Linked DNA regions of Manis pentadactyla: region 1 is linked to region 2. A link is a contact called in public Hi-C data. All regions are on one chromosome and are shown on one strand. Each heading gives the region's core, a stretch centred on a gene start, on an enhancer-like site or on the middle of the called end of the contact. The rest is flanking DNA. Distances are from core to core; before and after follow the strand shown.

What was found. A called contact is a pair of places that touch in the nucleus more often than the background predicts.
Region 1: a contact with region 2 is called in a Hi-C map of blood, with 4 times the contacts expected there. The contact joins the promoter of NAA25 here to the promoter of HECTD4 in region 2. A contact is called at or near these places in 3 of 3 Hi-C or Micro-C datasets (blood, fibroblasts and skin fibroblasts).

Annotation. Positions count from the first base shown.
Region 1 is chr14:21,317,699-21,320,785 of mManPen7.hap1, reverse strand. It overlaps NAA25 (N-alpha-acetyltransferase 25, NatB auxiliary subunit), which reads right to left and starts at 1,829. Exons shown (of 24, transcript XM_036929373.2): 1 at 1,454-1,829. The coding sequence starts at 1,511.
Region 2 is chr14:21,087,253-21,090,425 of mManPen7.hap1, reverse strand. HECTD4 (HECT domain E3 ubiquitin protein ligase 4) reads right to left here and starts at 1,723. Exons shown (of 76, transcript XM_036929525.2): 1 at 1,384-1,723. The coding sequence starts at 1,560.

The DNA of each region.
Region 1 (3,087 bases), core at 580-3,079, 230 kb before region 2:
CAAGTCAGGGTCCTCAGCTCAAAGTGAGGTGGTTTCTAGCACAGTGGTTAAGAGGGTGAGCCTGGAATGGTCCACAGGGATTCAGATCATAGTTCCACCAAATGTTAGCTCAGTGACCTTAGACAAATTACACATCAATAAAGCCCCAGTTTTCTCACCTGTGGGGGAAAAAAAAGGACGGAGGGAGGGTTTGGACTAGAAAAAACTGCCCACCGCATGAGAATGTGTAAAGATTGAGATAACCCACATAAAGGCCAAGGACTGTGACCAACAACAGCAATATGGGTCTATACCCATTAGCTATAATTATTACCCACCTCAGAGGATTGTTGCTGCAATCAAATGAGATGTGAGAGTAAAGCATCGTACAAATTATAATATAAAAGCAGTACCAATTGTGCCAGAAACATAACCCTCCTCAAAAAGTTAAATAATCTCAGCTATTCAGAGCAGCCTCCATTTAGTAACATCCACACTACAAACACGAGGTCTAATTTTGCAAAAACCACTGTCCTTGACACGCCTTCATCCCTAGTAACTGAGAAAGACCAAGACCATACAACCATCTAAGAGGAAAGGAAATGCAAAAGGGACCACTGTTACAGAACATTTCAGTTACTGAAAAGGTGTTTCTCCTAGACTCAAATCTGTGATTTTTCACAACCTGAGCAGGATGACCTCAAGGTCTTAAAGCCTACGGGTTGAGGTAAGCGTTATGCAGGAAGATCCACTTAGCTGTGCTGCAGAGAAAAGCAGAGAAGCTGCAGAAAGGAAAGGCCCTGCAGCAGCCTTGCACGCCCCTCTGATGTGAGCTATTGCAGTCTCTCCACAGCTATTTTAGGCCCAAAGACACCCTCCCTCCGCCCCCAACCCCTGCCTCCCACCTGTGCCCAAGCAGCTGTTTCTCCAGCAAAGAGCCCTGGATTGGGGGCCTCGAATCCGGGCCTGCTCCTGACTCGATGTGGGTGACCTTGTATCAGCCCCTTCCCCTCTTCAAACCTCCATTTCTCACAGCTGGTCAGTCAACCGCCTAGGCCCGTTTCCCGTAAATACAGTCTTCAGTGTTAATTCTCCCTTAAGTTAAGTATCCCACTCCACGCCGGAACCAGCTTCCACCTGCGGTGAGATCTTGGGTCTTCCATGGTGCGGCACTAACAGCGCAGCTTGCGGGCAGGTCTCCGCGAGAGAATGTGTCTCACCAGGCCAGCCTGCCGGACTAGCTCTGTTGATGACCTGCAGCTGCCCGGACGACGCAGCTGCCACCTCAGGGCTCAGGAAGGCCCGGCCAGCGACTACGCGAGGCCGGCGACTGAGGCCTAGAGGACCGCGCGGCCCGCCCCCCGCGCCCGCCAGTCCCCCGCCCGACCCCTCAGCGCCCCTCCGGGGCCTTCGCCACGGTATTGGCAACCCTTGACGCGCCCAGCCGGACACCAGGCTGGCCCCAGGCACTCACCGTAAATGGGCCGGAGGCGCCTGTCGTTAGGGTCCTGCACATGGCCCCGCGTCGCCATGATGACAAGCGCAGAACGGCAGTGCGCACGCGCGGGGCAGGGCCCCGGGAAGGGGCTGTTAAAGGGCCAGAGTCGATCTCGCTTGTCTATCGCGATAGTCTCAGGCCTGCCACTGAACGCGCCGGTGCAGAAAGGGAAGTTCCGCGTCTCGCCTTTCCTCCAGTTGCTTCCTTCCTAAAAACTTTCTCCCGTGGTTGGAGGACTAAACGTAGCAAGAAGAGGCGGCTGTTGAAGTCCCTTCCGAGTTAACCTACCGGGGAGTGAGGAAAGGAGAAATACCCTTGGTCGAAGTTAGGGCTCGGCTGCTCCTGTTTATCCTATTTATCCTCTGTGCTGAAGGACCAGTTAGACTTGTCTTTGATTAATTGTTGAGGAACCAGGAACTCCTCTGGGAGAGTGACCCAGGAGACAGTAGGGGAAAGGGAGGTGATCAACAGCAAAAATCTCCCAGAAAAGTTCGAGATCCCTTCACCCCTCTCCCGGGGCTCAGCCGACTAAGGAGCATAGTAGATTAATAGTAATGCAGTCAATTTATTTGGCAGTTATACCTCCGTCAAGCTGGAGGAAAAGTAACTCGGTCAGTATGTGCCTAAACACTGTGTTGCAAGCTTTTTACATGTATTGTCTCATTAATACTCAAAAGAGCCCTAGTATCTCCAGGAGGTAGAAATATTTTAGTTTTTACCAGTGGGTTTACTCATGCAACACAGAATGAGTCCATATTACGTGGCATTCTATGTTTTAGGCATAGAGGATACGACAGTAAAGCTTTCATGGAACTTGAAGGGGTGAGACATGTAAGACAGTATGTTAGATGGTAATAAATGATACTGAGAAAAGTAAAACGGGCTGGCGAGTGGAGGAGGGAGACAATTTTAGTGTGGTCAGGAAAAGCCCAGCTAAAAAGTGACAATTGTCTAGGACTTAAAGGTAAAGTGAGCGAGAGGGAACCAATCAGGTGTGCCAGCCTCAGTCATATCATGACATAAGGCCACACTAGTCAGTGTGATTCAAACCCAGGTCTCTCTCAGGCCCGATGTCCCCAATGTAAGCATTGACCAGCTGGGGTTGACCCCTTCTTCTGATGTTCCATTCCTTTCCCTTTCTGGGCTTTTTAGTGTCCAAGAGTATGATTTTCCAGTTTTCATGGACATCAGATTCCCTTGGGAAACTTTAGATAAACATGAACTTCCTGGAGTCTATCCCCAGAGGTTCTGATTCGAATTGAGGACCACTCTTTGAAAAATATGAATTAAGGTAAGGAGTCTAGATCAAAAGTCTTTAGAATCCACTGGAACAGCAAGTTAGGAATTGCTATTAAAAAATACACATACCTAGAAAAAAACTATAATGATAATTAACAATAATAATAGTGTGCATCTACTGGGCATTTACTATATACCAGAAACTGCACTAAGATTTTTTTCTTTTTTTTTTTCTTTTGGTGTCATTAATATACAATTACATGAGCGACATTGTGGTTACTAGATTCCCCCCATTATCAAGTCCCTATCACATACCCCATTACAGTCACTGTCCATCAGTGTAGTAAGATGCTATAGAGTCACTACTTGTC
Region 2 (3,173 bases), core at 474-2,973:
TCAAAAGATTTCCATCATTATAGTATAATATACGTTCAGTTTTCAAGTAGGTAAGACACTCAGACACACCTTGCTTTTTATAGAATAGGTCCAAATGAGACATAATAAAACTATGATTCCATGATAGGAATTCCCTACTAACTTGTACCTTCCCTTTTTTTGGTGGCCGGACTGTAAAATAAGTCAATTAAGAGTTCACAGTGGGAATGCTGCAACCTCAACCTCAAATCCGGACACAAAAATACAGGGGAACGTATTTACATGTCAGGCACGTCCAGAAATCTCGACCAGCGAGATCCGCTCGCTGCCGTTTCCACACACACACAGTAATGGGTTTTAATCTATTTCTATAGTGCATGCAAAACCGCAAAACACAAAAGATTCCTCACATTCCGTTTATAGCCAGAAGACAGGCCATCCTCTCTGCGCCCTACCCCGGAGAGTCCTCCTTGTGACAATAAGAATTTCATGACACCCCATGCTACCTACTCATCAAAATGTCATCCCACAAAGTGGAGGGGAAGGAGTGTCAGCCTCGGCTGGCCTCGAAGAAACGATGCTACCAGTCAGTATTCCCACATCTGGGCAAACCCGAAACCACGTGAAGTCGGTGCAAAGTTCCCAACAACCGAGCATATTTGGTTTCCTTCTGCCCCCACAGCCAGCAGCACAGTTGCTGAGATCTGCTTTTGCACCTGCCACGGCTCTTAAGCCTCGGCTTCTGCACGACCCTGGAGCTCACAAAAAGACCTTGTGGCCTAAAGCGCCCGTTACCCTCCGCGGGGAGCGCACGGAGGGCCGCTGTAGCATCCCTCTCGCTGTCCACACCACCTGCATGGCTGACAAAGGCCCCGTGTCAATCCCAGGCACGACACATGTAAGTTGCTGGATTGCCCATCACGGATACGCTGTTGCCACTACCCTCCCCCGAAAAAATAAAAAAATCAACACAGAGCTGGGGAAAGAAAGGGGGGAAGTGTACAGCATAAAATTAAAATGTCCCCAAAACTAAGCATCCTGGGCGTGCCCTGGAAGGGAGTCCGAGAGGGTCCGCGGGGGAGGGGAGACAGCCGGGGAGGTGACGGCGGCTCCTGCACAGGGCGTGGAGGCCGTGCCCGGCCATAGTCTAATAAAATGCCGTGTGTCGGAACGTTCAAAACGAAATCCCTGGGGGTGTGAGGCCCGGAGGAGGCAGGGAGGCGGGCGGCCTGCAGACCCGCGGCCGCGGCCCCCCACTGCCCGCCTTGCGCCCACACCTGCCGGGATAGCCTTTGGGGGCCTCGGACTCCAGGTTGGGGTGAGGCGGAGATGTGAGGGCCCGACCCCGGGGTGTTGGCGGGTGGGCCAATCCGATGGCGGAGGCCGAGGAGCTGCGTCTCTCACCTCCAAGTCGGTGTCGGCGGCCTCCGGGGCCCCAAGGATCTCGCTGGGCAGCTCGGCCAGGTCGGTGACCCGGATCAGCCCGTCATGCAGGAAGATGGTCTCCTCCTTCACCGAGAGCCACTGCGCCGAGTCCGCCGCCGCCGCCGCAGCAGCCGCCGCGGCCGCCGACGAGCCCATGGCCCCGGCTGAGAGGCTGGTGGTGAGGAGCAGCCACCCGGCCAGGGGAAACGCCAACAGCAGCCGCCGCGATCACCAGTCCATGGCAGCAGGCGCCGCGCCAGCCTGCAGCGCCCCGTTCGCCTCCTCGCCCGTTGCAGCTCCGCCCTAGGCAGTCCGAGTCGCCATCCCCCACCCTCCGGCCCCGGAGACCCCTGCCCCGCCGCCGCCGCCGTCACCGCCGCCGCCCTGAAGAGGAGAAACCGCCTCTGCCGCTAAGCAGCCAACTGTCAGTGAGACGCCATGTTGGGGGCGGGGCTCCCGGCATGCCCCGCGGAGCGGACAATACAGGCTCCGCCCCCTGGCCCCGCCCCGCTGCCGAGCTCTCGGTTCTGCGGGAATTCCTCCTCCTCGCCGCTTGGTCTTGCGCTCAGACCGACCTACCTGACCCTTTTCCTGCCCCTAGCCATTTGGGGGCGTCTGGGGCCCATCAGGAGATGAGGGCGCCCTCCTCGCCCACTCACGGATGCGCTCCTCGCCCGGGCCGGAGCCCCGACCTTGGGCGGAGCTTGAAGGTTCAGTCCCTGCTTTCATGTTTAAAAAAAGTATATGCAAAACTCTAGCACAGAATAGGTGCTGCACACCTGTTCGTAAGCCCTTGCTGGAACAGCGCAGAAGGCGGTTCATATTTACTAAAAAGTCTAGTACCCGATAAGCACTCAAAACCTGATGAAAAGAAAGCACTGGTCACAGCGCTTGATGCTGGTGCCTGGTACTGAGTGGGAGTGAAAATGACAGTATTGTTACATTCCATCAGTATTTTAGCACTGATTGATATACACCTTAAAAATATGCACGCCATCCATTTTTATTAAAACAAGAAAGGGAAGAACTACATGTGTAGAGAAAACTAGGAAAACACATATCCAGCTGTTAATGTGAGTTGCCATGGAGAGTGGGACTAGTCTGGCGTGGTTGAGGTGAGTCATCTTTGTATTTCTTTTATACTTAAAGAAAACTATGAAGCACTCATTCCCATCAAAGGACTTGAAAACGTTGGTTCACACAAAAACCTTCACAGGGATGTTCATAGCAGCTTTATTCATAATTGCCAAAACTTGGAAGTAATCAAGATGTCCTTCAGTAGGTGAATGGATAGACGGTGGTACATCCACACAATGGAATATTATTCAGCAATAAAAAGAAATGACTATCAAGCCACAAAAAGAAATGACATCAAGCCAGGAAAAGAAATGAGGAAATTTAAGTGCATATTACTAAGTGAAAGAAGCCAATCTGAAGAGCCTTGTTGATTTCTTGTTGACTGTATGATTCCAATGATATGACATTCTGGTAAAGGCAAAACTATGGAAACAATAAAAAGATCAGTGGTTGCCAGGGGTTGTGGGAGGGAGGGATAAATATGCAAAGCACAGAGGATCTTTAGGGCTGTGAAAATACTCTGTGTGATACCACACTGATGGATACATGTCATTCATTATATATTTGTCCAAACCCATAGAATGTATGCCAAGAGTGACCCATGGTGTGTCATTGCAGGTTCGTCAATCATAACAGATGTCCCACTCTGGTGGGGGATGTTGAAAATGGGGGAGGCTACACATGTACAGGGC